2 separate regions of the Gossypium hirsutum genome follow, and region 1 is linked to region 2. Evidence: chromatin contacts called from public Hi-C data. All regions are on one chromosome and are shown on one strand. Each heading gives the region's core, a stretch centred on a gene start, on an enhancer-like site or on the middle of the called end of the contact. The rest is flanking DNA. Distances are from core to core; before and after follow the strand shown.

Region 1 (6,285 bases), core at 2,785-5,284, 180 kb before region 2:
AAAATCAGTTAATATAATTTTTAAAATTTTAATTTTTTTTATTAATTTAAAGTGTTTTTAATTAGGATATTCCATGTGACAGCTTTTGATTGGATGGAGGATGTGATTGGTGTTTTTTTTTAACAAGGTTAATGCTTGGGGTGAACCGTGTAAAGGAAAACAGACTCTAGTTCTAAACCATTGTGCAAAGTTTTAAGTACCAAACTTAGAAAATCGAGATGTTTTAGGGGTTAATTTGTGTATGAAGCCTAAAAATTATTTAAAAAACATCAAATTTTAACATTCTAATTATATCCTCAAACTATTAATGATCAATAAGGTCTTTTTGTTATTAAAATTGTTTATTTAATTATTAAGATGTATTTTAAAATGAAAAATTTAAAGAAAAATAAACATTTTAAAAATGAATCTTGTAAAATTCTTGATTTTGAGATTTTTCAAAGTTTTTATTGAAACTATTGTTCTCTTTTTTTTTTCTCTTTTTTACTTTATTTTTAATTTTTAATTTTAAAAGTTATGCAACAATATTTTACTTTTTTTTAAATTTTCATTTTAAATTATATCACATAAAATTTTTCTTGTCATTTAATAGTTAAATTAACAGTTTCATTAATTGAAGGACATGATAAATATAATATCGATAGTTTGGGAGTATACTGAACATTTTGAAGTTTAGAGACCAATTTAAAATGAGAGTCGTAATTTGAGGATGTCTAGTGAAATTAACTCTATTTTCTTATAAAAAAATATTATCTTTTATTTAATAAGAGTAACATAAATAACTTTTTTAACAATAATATTCTCACCAATAGTATTTCAAAAATTTTCATAGGAAAGCACCAATATATAAAATTAAGGGATCACTTTGTGAAATGTCACTTTCCTCTTTAACGAACGAAAGAAAAAAACTTAATAACACAATTATTATTGTTTCATGACATGATACAATATTTTTTAAAGTTTATTTCATAAATTTAGTTTTAATTTTCATTTTTTAAAAAATCGATATTAATTTTATAGAATTACATTCTAAAATTTTATAATTTCTTTTAATGCCTATGAAACATTTAATAAAATAAAACTAAAACAAAATTGTAATGTAATTATATAAGAAAAATATATTTTAATAAACTGAAAGTTTAAATTGTTTTTAAAAAAAATTATCAAAATTAAATAAATAAAACATATTAATTGGAAATAATACTAGAAGTGTACAGAGAAAGGGAAACTCTTGTATTAGTAAAATTCATCGTTTCCCAGGAAAAGCTTGGGGGTAAATAGTTATTGAATTGATTTTCACAATCAAACAAGACATATTACAATGTTAATACCCATAACAGACAAAAATACATAATTATGTCTTGTTTGCAATTAAAAATGTATTAGGGTATCTTATGAGACAACAACTATACAAAGGTTTGTTACATATATGGCATAACAAAGAGGACAAGATGTTCTCTAACTTGTTTCAAGTGATAGCATAAGTTCTTCTAAGGAAAATCCAAACCTTAGAATAACAGACTTGCCCAACCGGCAACAAAAGCAAGGCCACCAAATGGAGCAAGGGCCGAATATTTTCTGTCCTCCAGATATGCTGCCGTGTAACACCTACAGAATGATTTAATTATATTTTTACCATATCAATTCTGCATGAATGAATTTAACATTAGCATGGTAAATGCATTCACACATCCATTCCCTGCTAAACAACTGACTGCATTTATTCATATTCATACACCTAACTGTTCAAAGCTAGGTTATGTTTCTGTTCAATCAAAGAATCCATAGTGTTGATGCTAAACAACTGACTGCATTTATTCATATTCATACACCTAACTGTTCAAAGCTAGGTTATGTTTCTGTTCAATCAAAGAATCCATAGTGTTGATGCTAAACAACTGACTGCATTTATTCATATTCATACACCTAACTGTTCAAAGCTAGGTTATGTTTCTGTTCAATCAAAGAATCCATAGTGTTGAATGACAGGAGATATGGTCAATACAGAGATGCACTTTTATTCACAGCATTAGTAATGCACGGTATCCCATAGACCCTATGAAAAAAATCTCCATGGTTTCAATAGCAATACAAACACGCTAAGGAATTGACATTTAGTAACGTTGAGGAGGAATCGGTTCCCCTGGGAGAAGTTTTCTAAGTGTCGTCCTCTGGGTAGTCGACCTAGACCCCAACAATTTAAATTATTGTCCCCGTGTCAGGTTTTGTCCCTGGCCTCCGCGCTAAGCCGTGTATGATTCACCGGGGGGCTCGGTCGGTAGAGATACGTACTTGCAAGACTCAAGATAAATGTTAGTATTGGACGTGAATAATAATAGAGGTCATAGCTCAAGTGGTACCATGTTTACGAACATGTCAACTTTAAGCTAAGATTAGTGGTTCAAACTACAGCACGCCTGAGTACCTCCATTATTATTCATATGCCCAACACTTACACTTATCCCAAGTCTTGCAAGTACCTATCTCTACCGACCGAGACGCCCCCCTCTGTGAACCATACACAGCTCTCCGTGGAGGCCGAGGAAAAAACTCCAACACGGGGACAATACCTTCAATTGTTGGGGTCCAGGTCAGCCGCACAGAAGACACTTCGAAGACTTCTCAACAAGCAACAAATAATTTTTATAAAAAGTTATAAAGCGCAGCAAATATTAGTTATGCAAAATGTATTTGCAGCGATTTTATGCACATTCTTGTTTAGTTTTACAATAACTTGTTGAGTCTTTTTATGCTGCCAACATTTAAATATTTGTAAAACCATAAAATTTGCAATAAATAACATATTGTTGCTAAAAGTCAAATTGCTATTAGAGTCTCCTCAATTTTACATATCATCCAACTACATTACATTCAAAGCCTTCGCTAATTCTGAACTAAACACGAAGCTCAATAAAAATATAAAAGAAAAACCTTAAGAAATGCAAATTTTAAACCGTTAAATGCATCCGCATCCATCAGGTAGAATGGCCAAATATATGAACTTCTCAAGAAACATTAACCTAAGAAATGCACTTAAAAACAAGACAGTGATCTATGACCAAACACATGCAACAACAAAAAAACACAAGTTTAAAACAATTAAATGTATCATTTTCATCAAGGAAAGTAACCCAAAGTATGAAATCTCGATGAATATCATTCAAATCCCTTTCACCAAATCTTTTTTTTCCCTCAGATTAGCATTCATCAATTGCAAACTTATAACAAGTAACAAATTCAAAAAAGAAGATAAAAGGGAAAGGGAACTTACGACCCAGAGAAAGAAAGAATGCCAGCAGTCAAAAGGCCTCCAAACTGAAGCACAATAAAAGAGAGCAGTTAGCCCATTGATAACTCGACACGAAGCAATAAAATTCAGGGGATTGTATGATTAGTCTCTTAAAACTAAAACCATAAAACCAATCAATAAAACAACAAAGTATTTTTCCCAAGAATATTAAGCAAACCATGCCCAGAAAATCAATAATGAAATTATAAAAATAAAAGGGCAAAAGGGAACTAACAATGTGGGGGCGTTTGGTAATAGGAGCAGAAAGAAGAGCAGCTGTGTGAAACAAGTGGTAAGTAGAAGCGATTTGCCATACCTAAGTTCATCATCCAATTATAAAAAGAAAAAAAAAAGAACAACAAAATAATTGAACAACAAAAACGTTGAAAAGTGAAAATTTGGGTGAAAAAAATGAAAGGGTATTAAAAAACCGACCTCCTTGTAAACGGGATTTTCAGGTTTAAAGATGTGGAAGCCATAAGTGCCCAATCCAAGGGCTGCTATTCCTGTTATTTAAAAAAAAACAACAACCCATAAATAAGTATATATGAAAAAGGAATTGAAAAAGATGAGATAAATAAGTTAAAAACCAGAAACAGCAGCAATCTTGTGCCACTGAAAAGCATCCATTTGGGGAATTCTCATAAACTCTCTTCTTTCTTCAGGTTAGACTTCTGGTTGCATGTTGGCGATCGGTTTTGCTGCAGTGAGCAAACTTTATTATGCGTAAATCGTTGAAAGGCGGAGTCAAACGTTGTCGTTTTTCTTTCGCGCTGAAACGCAACCGTTTACATGGTTCTCCTATTCTTTTACTCGTTTTGAACTTTTTTCTCTTTCGTGTTAATTATTTACTTTTATTAGCTCAAGTTTTGTTTCAGGTTAAATTCTGCTGTAAGTAAAGCTATTATAATATTAGGTAAAAATCAACTAGCATGATTTATGGTTAAAAAATGGTGAAATTGTAAGTTTCGGGTTTAGGGACTAAATGCATAAAAGGTACACTGTGAGGACAATTTTGTAATTTTTCATCATTAAGGGTTATAAGCTAAATTGATTATTTTAAATTTTGAAACAAAATTAATTAAATAAAAATATTTATCTAGATCAAGAAACAACTCAAATGGATACAGATTGCGAGAAAAAAAAAACCAAAATAGCAGATTAGCCGTTGGATCATGTTAGGGCATTGTTTTGGTACAAGTAAGTTCGTATAAGGATTAACTTGTTAATTTCTATTTGTGATGAATGATTAACGATTTAGTAAAAATTTACAATTGGAAAATTGGGTTGAATGGAAATGTTTAAATAGTTAATAGCAAATTGTGAAAATGTGAATTTTATGGATTCATATGTTTGTAATGGTGTAATGGAAAGAAATTAAAGAATTCAAAATGTAATATATCTCGTTTGAACCTTACGAATACTTAGGATACAAATGACATGTCATTAGGGATTATATGGTTTCAAGTGCTGGTTCTGGATGTCCTACAGATGGCTGAGGTCCTGCATTTGTTGCAGATTCTCCACAGCTTGTGTGAGCAGCATCTTGTAGCTAACATCCAGACCCATAGCTTGTGTGAGTAGGCCTATTTCACAGCTCGTGTGAGCACTATTGGAAATGTTATGATTACATGAAAAGGCACACTTTGTGTGAGTATTCCTGAGTATTTGATATAAGTCTAAATGGTTCAATGGGTAAGTAAAGGTTAATGGAAAGGCATGTATAAAAACTTATTGTTGCTAATGATCATATGAAATGGAAATATTGGTATGTGTAAATGAAATAAAAAGGAAGAAAATTTATCATATGATGAATGTTAGATATATGGAATTCATTTCATAATATATGCTATGTTTCATAGATGTTATATTTTCAAGTTATCTACTAACTATGTGGATTGTGATGAATAGGAAATATAATGTCTAAATGACTTAATGAGCATGATTGAAAAGGTTTGTATATGAAATGAGTTATGTCATTGGGTTTATGAAATGGAAGTTGTGATATATATAAATTGTTTGAAAAGGTAATTAATTGATTGTGTGTTGGATGATTTACAGAATGAAATTCATTTCATGTTATGTTCCATTTTCATGTATAGATGTGTTCTTAATTATATCTATTAACCTTGTGAGGTGTTGTGGATAGGGAGGAAAAGTATCCTTATGATCTCATGATCTATGAATGAATGAATTAATCGTTTTATGTTCGGTAAGTTTAAGTTTCTTGTATATGATCTTACCAAGCACTAGTTGCTTACGTAATTATTTTGTCTATTTTGTAGATTATCAAAAGCTTGAACGATTGGAATCAACATCGGAGCAAGATCACACTATCTATCGATCCATTTTGGTAACTTTTGAATATATTGAAATGGTTATAAATGGCAAGTATAGGGTTGTATGTTAAATTGGTATGTTTTGGGTTGTGCTAAGTTTTGATATGCCTTAATACCTTTTGTTAATGGTTGAGCATGGTCTTTTGATATTAGGAAAGAAATGGTTGATTGATTTGTGTGTGGATGATTAAAGTTTGAACAAAATGTTAAAATGATATATGTGAGTCTAGTATGTATAGGGCTTAAATATAATAGATGTTGTGAATGTGTTATTTGGCCAACTTGGTATGGTTATTGTAACACCCCTTACCCATATCCAAAGCCGGGACATGGTTCGAGGCATTACCGGACTTAAACATTCACAAACATGCAAAACCAGGCCATAAAATTTCATCTGAATTAAAACTTTTCAAACACATGTAGATCGTCCTTTATACAGGCCTTCGAGGCCTAAAACACACATCGGGATGGTTCGGGACTAAACTGAGGACTTTAGAAAGCTCTGGGAAAACTTAGAGAAATTTTCATGAAACAGGGTCACAAGCCTGTGTGGACACAGGACATGCTCTTGTGTCTTAAACACGCCCGTGTACTCAGTGTAACACTTTAAACCCGGCCCAGACGTTATGGCCGAATTCGACGTGCCACTTTGAAGTT
Region 2 (5,637 bases), core at 1,024-3,523:
TATGAAACCAGCTTGTTCTTGGGAGATCAGCTTAGGAAAAATCACCTTGAACAGATTTGCAATCACCTTCATTACAAACTTGTAAAGAAAAGAACATAAAATAATGGGTCTAAAATGACTAAAGTCCTTAGGGTTTTCTTTTTTAGGAATAAGCACAATCAACTTATTATTCAAATCTAGCTCAATCGATCTACCATCAAAGACATCTTTAACCCACTGACACACATCATTTCCGAGGATATCTCACTGACTTTGAAAGAAGTGAGCTTGGAACCCATCACTTCTAGGAGCTTTCAAGGGAGCCATGTTAAACAATGCCCTTTTAATCTCCTCATTAGTGATAGTAGCCTAAAAAAAAGTAGACTCAGAGGCATTAAAGCTAGGAAAGCCGACATTTGGAATATCTCTCAAGATAGGGGAGGCCTCTCCGTAAAGTCTTTCGAAAAATTCCATCACCTTAAATTGCAGAATGTCATGATCTGAACACCATTCCCCATTATTAATACATAAGGTTGTGATACGATTGAATTTCTTTCTCCTCAACGTATGACTATGAAAGGATTTTGTATTCCGGTCTCCCAATTGAAGCTAATGGCATCAAGCCTTTTTTCTCCAAAGCAAATCTTCATGATCAAAAACATTTTCCAATTCATCTCGAATATCCAATTCTTTTTTGACTAAATGAGTAGATAAAGAGTGATCTAAGGCTCTTTGAATATTTTTGAGCGATCTCATTAAATTCCGCTTACGAGTACCCAAAAAGCCATAAATGTTCCTGTTCCAATCTTTAGCAAAAAAAGGTAAAATTATTTAAAGATTAAGCCATATTACCTACAGAATTCCACATTTCTCTGATAAGGTTCGGGAAATCATTATGCTTCGTCCATCTTGCTAAAAATCTGAAAAGTTTGCCTTGTGATATGCTAAGGTCTGTCCTAGTAGATAGCAAGAGGGGCCTATGGTCAGACTTAATACGAGTGAGGTGATGGACTGTGTACTACAAAAAAACAGAAACCCAAGCATCATTAGCTAAGGCCTAATCAAGTCTGACAAAAGTACCACCTCTTTTCCAAGTGAAGGATGGCCCACTATACCCCAAATCCTGTAGTACATAAGAGTCAACAAAATTACCAAATAAATTGCAACGCTTACCTACGAAGATAGTGCTTTTTTTATCTGAAAGAGATAAAATAGCATTAAAATCTCCCATAATTAACCAAGGAAAAGAATGATTAGGGATAACAGATCTTAAGCCTTCCCAAAGAAGCTTTCGTTTAGACCTATTTGGACTGACATAAGCAAAAGAAATGTAGAACAAATTATTAGGACTAAGATTATCAACATGTAAGAAGATAAATTACGGATGATTATGAATAATATGGACTTGGATAAAGCCCTTCAATCTAACCCATATGCCTCCTAAAAAACCAACAGCTTCAACCCGATGTGAGTAGTTAAAACCCAATTTATCAATAATAAAATTAGCCTTTTTACTACTCACTCTCGGTTCCACCAAGCAAACAATGTCAGGCCTGTAGTCCGCGTTGTATTCCCGAAAAGTTCGTAAAAAATTTCTACTAGCGCCCCCTTGATAGTTCCAGGAGAAAATTTTTAGATTTAAAGCCATAAAAAATTTGATATAATATAAGAAAAAAAAGAAAAAAAGTAAAGTAAACAAATCCCCAATTCTAATATAAAAAGATATATAAAATACCAAAATAAAATAAAAAAATCCATCAAAAAAACCTTACTGTTCAGGGACATTAGCTCTCTCTTTTTCCACCCAAGCTCAATTTCTATTTCATTACCAAGATTAGATTTTGAAAGAGCCGAAATACTCTCGACAAGTTGCTCCATCGAATCCTTTAGGTACAGTCTCTGGATTCCCGAAGTTTTGAAATGGATATTGTTGCCATAAAAAAATTTGGCATGTTTTTTAGCAGCTCCTCTACCTCTATTTCTAAGCACCTTATCTGAACCAGAAGGATTTGCCGGAGAAGAATTCAGAATCTTAGAAGAGGGAAGACTGTTACTTTCCTTGGCGTGAGTGCTTTCATGGAAAGCAACTTTCGAATATTTGCCGGAATCAAGATTTCCAACATCCAAAGGTACGCCACTTCTGTCTCGCCCTGCGTCCTTCGAATCTGGCCGAATAGATAAACCTTTACCTTCAAGTCGGAGACTCAAATCAGCGCCAGGTTCTATTAACAAACCTGCCTCAGCTGAAAACCACCTATCCCTTCCAGCAGCATCAGTACTTTGTTGGGCTGCTGAATTTGGATCAGCTTGATCCAATAGACCCTGGGCCTGCCCAATTGGAGTATTTCCAAGGCCCAATCCGTTAACCGTCTCCTTAAAAACCTGTGAATTTTTTTCAGCCTAATAATAGGCAGATTGGGCTCCACATTAAGTCCAATATTCTCTCTAATGAACGAGCCACCAGCCTCCATCGAACCTACCTACTTTAAATTACTATTATTAATGATTTTTTCCTTTTCTATGCAACCATTGAAGTGAGGAGCAGTATTGTTCTCAAGGAAATTACCATACATAGCTTCTTTCTCTTTGTAGTGCCTAGAATCAGGCAAATCTCCCTTATAATCCTCTTTGTGCGTATCGCTATTATTAAGGATTCTGAACCGAGATCCTTCTTTTCTAGCCTTTTGATTATCTAAGGAAATTGGCACATTTTCTCTAATTTTTCGCCTTAATTCCTTTCAACGATCATCCAAGGTCTGAAATTTCTGTCCTTTTTCTCCAAACCATCTCCGGCTGTGTTTTGAAGCTCTAATGATAAAACAGACATGGCGTTCTCCTTTTCACTGGTAGTTCTAGAATTTCTAAAAGAACAAGAATTTTCCACATGTCTGTACCTTCCATAGTGGAAGAAAATTGTTGATAGAGACTCGTATTCTACATTCTGTTTATGACCATTAATCGGAATACATGACACCAAAGGCTTTTCCATATCAACGTAAACAACCATTCTAGCAAAGCACCCCCTAGCCCTGCTATCCGTGTTCATATCCAATTTAACCACTTTTTCCAACCATTTCCCCTATTTTAGTAATAATTTTATAATTGTATAAATATCCAGGTAAACTAGGAAATCTGATCTATGCCATTAGGTAAGCCTGTGTGGGATCAAAGGTTAACGTCCAAGGCTGAACAGTCAAAATATTGACAAAAAATGATCCACGGTCCTTCAGATAATGTCTTTTCACAATCCAGCTTATTCTAAAATTTCACCAGGAAATATCCATTTTCAATGTCCATCATATGTAAATGTGTTGATGGTCTCCACATGTTGCATAATTTATTCTACAAAACCGAGAATCCAATGTTACGACCAAGAAGTTTTAAAATCACGATGTTCTTCATACCTTGAATGAGGATTTTGTGAATCTTGTCTGAGAAAGAAATGGAAGGCACCCCATTGACAACTGATTTCTGAATATCCCCATCCAAGATATCAAGATCATTTTTTCCTTCTGATCCATTGAATGTATCCTTTGACAATTGGCCGACGAGCATGTCCCTCCACGAGATAGGTTTTTCCAGAGACAAATCAATCATCATGTTATTAGTAGTATCATCTTTTTTTCCTCTGAATTTAACCTTCTTAGGAATCAACTCCTACATAATGGATTTTTCAGAAACAGTGTTTTCATAGAGAGCACTCATGTCTTTCCTTATTGTATTGAATGTTTTAAGTGGTTATGTAATGAATGGTAAATAGATTGGAATTTGTTGAATGGTATGATATGGTGAATTTATTGCAGATGTTCAATGAATTGGTATGAAAAATTGTTATATGTCTATATATGATAATAGAAACTCTTGGCATGATGGAGTGTGAATTGGTTAAATATTGAACTTGAATTCATTGTGTTCATTTGCTAATGCTAATGTTGCATTGATTTGAATCATGAAAGGACCATTGAGATTTCCCGCTCAACGTACGATTGTTTCTTTCCGTGCGTAGTTTTTAGTAGATATCAAGATTTTGAAACGTGATACAACATCCAATCAAAAGTTCTTGAATCAACAATGTTTGTATAATTCCTTTTATTTTGATATATGACATGTACCTAAATTTTGAGTTTAATTTGTATTTAAATGGTTGTGGTGAATGTTGAATTGCCAATGTGTTGGAGTCAAATTCATAACTTGTTAATGATATATATATATATGTTCATGACATAAATAGGTTGAAACGATTAGATGGTTGAAATGGATAAATTTTGATATGTTGAATGTATAATGTATAGGAATTTATGATGCAAGAGAATAAAATTGAGCATATGGAAATAATTAGAATACTAAAATGGTTGAATTGATATACATTTTGAACTAAATGGGTGATTTGAATAGGTACCATTCGGACCATTTGAAAACAAACGATCACATCGAGCTATTACCGTGACGAGATCAAGTCAATGAGTTGCATCACGATGAGGAACCCTTGAAGTCGCAACGTCAACCTGATAAATTGCAAACTTTACATTTTGGTCCTAATTCGACCTCGGGTTATCAAAAGAGCTTTCATAATCTCATATAAGACTTAAATTTGATTGAAAAACAAATTGTGATTGCGTAATGTGGTTAGCGGCACATATAAAAGGGTAAATGGATTCGTAGTTGCTCTGGCAACAAATGTGGCATCCCGTAACTCGGACTCGACAATTGGGTCAAGTATGGGGTGTTACAACTACATTAAAAAAATCTAATAATCTCCCAATTGGACTATATGTATATATTTATCACCTTATAATGGTATGTTACCATCACCTTATGATCTTAAAAGTCTACCATTTAACCAAAAATTATTCTAAATAATTTTGCTCATCAGTAATGTTAACATAGAACTATGACAACTCTCGTAAAATATATTGTAATTAAATCCATTCATGATCAAGATTAAAATTTTCATTTCCAAATGAACAAGAATAACTAAATTTGTTTAATGCTAAAATGAAAATTAAGTTTTACCTAAAAATGGTGTGACAAATAAATCTAAATAAAATCTAGTTCTTAATAATGATCTAAAAGTTCATATTGTTTCAACTTCAACCAAATTATTGTCACCTATATAAATGCATCTTTAACCATCTTTTGGCTTATGGTAATTTTGGCAACCTTGCATAGACACATTGATGTGAATTGTTGCGTTAAAATCTATTCACTGAGTGTGTCTAGGTATTGTTAATGAAGTTTTGGCACTATGGCAAAGCCTAAGGCCTTGTGATCCTTATGGCCCAAATTTGACTCCCATTTTGTATAAATCATGAGTGGGTTGTCTCCGAGTTTATTATAGCTTAAATCTCACCATGTGTCAGTCCTATTTAGAAATATTTTAGTTTGGCTTCGTATTTAGTTCGATTGTAATTTATAATGCTTGATTTTGGCTGTAGTTGATTTTTATATGTATTACTTGTAATTGTATATGTACTTGTAAACTTAAAAAAAAAGTGGGTGTCTAGGTATTGAAGTCAAATTAATCTCAAAGCAAACAAAATTAAGAAATGTATATCTCTTTGTGTGCCAAGCATGATAAATGGTATAATTCTTCTTTTGATGACCTGTTGTACACAAAAGAAACAAACATCCTTGATTTTTTTTTGTGATGTCTTATCC

What was found. A called contact is a pair of places that touch in the nucleus more often than the background predicts.
Region 1: a contact with region 2 is called in a Hi-C map of leaf, with 3 times the contacts expected there. The contact joins the promoter of LOC107952811 here to the enhancer-like site in region 2. A contact is called at or near these places in 16 of 34 Hi-C or Micro-C datasets (callus, fibers, hypocotyl and 3 more).

The regions. Positions count from the first base shown.
Region 1 is chrA07:65,100,322-65,106,606 of Gossypium_hirsutum_v2.1, reverse strand. LOC107952811 (transmembrane protein 256 homolog) reads right to left here and starts at 4,034. Exons shown (of 5, transcript XM_016887996.2): 1 at 3,880-4,034; 2 at 3,725-3,795; 3 at 3,525-3,605; 4 at 3,272-3,315; 5 at 1,268-1,608. The coding sequence starts at 3,934. The coding sequence ends at 1,509.
Region 2 is chrA07:64,916,962-64,922,598 of Gossypium_hirsutum_v2.1, reverse strand. LOC121231922 (a long non-coding RNA gene) reads left to right here. Exons shown (of 2, transcript XR_005930082.1): 1 at 1-2,108; 2 at 4,375-4,600. Among protein-coding and RNA genes, the nearest start is that of LOC121231922, 5.3 kb to the left of the region's middle. Within about 2 kb of position 2,273, at least 9 of the 9 cell types and tissues checked have an H3K27ac peak or open chromatin away from gene starts, as enhancers often do. A contact at or near this core is called in fibers, hypocotyl and leaf, where this site is marked.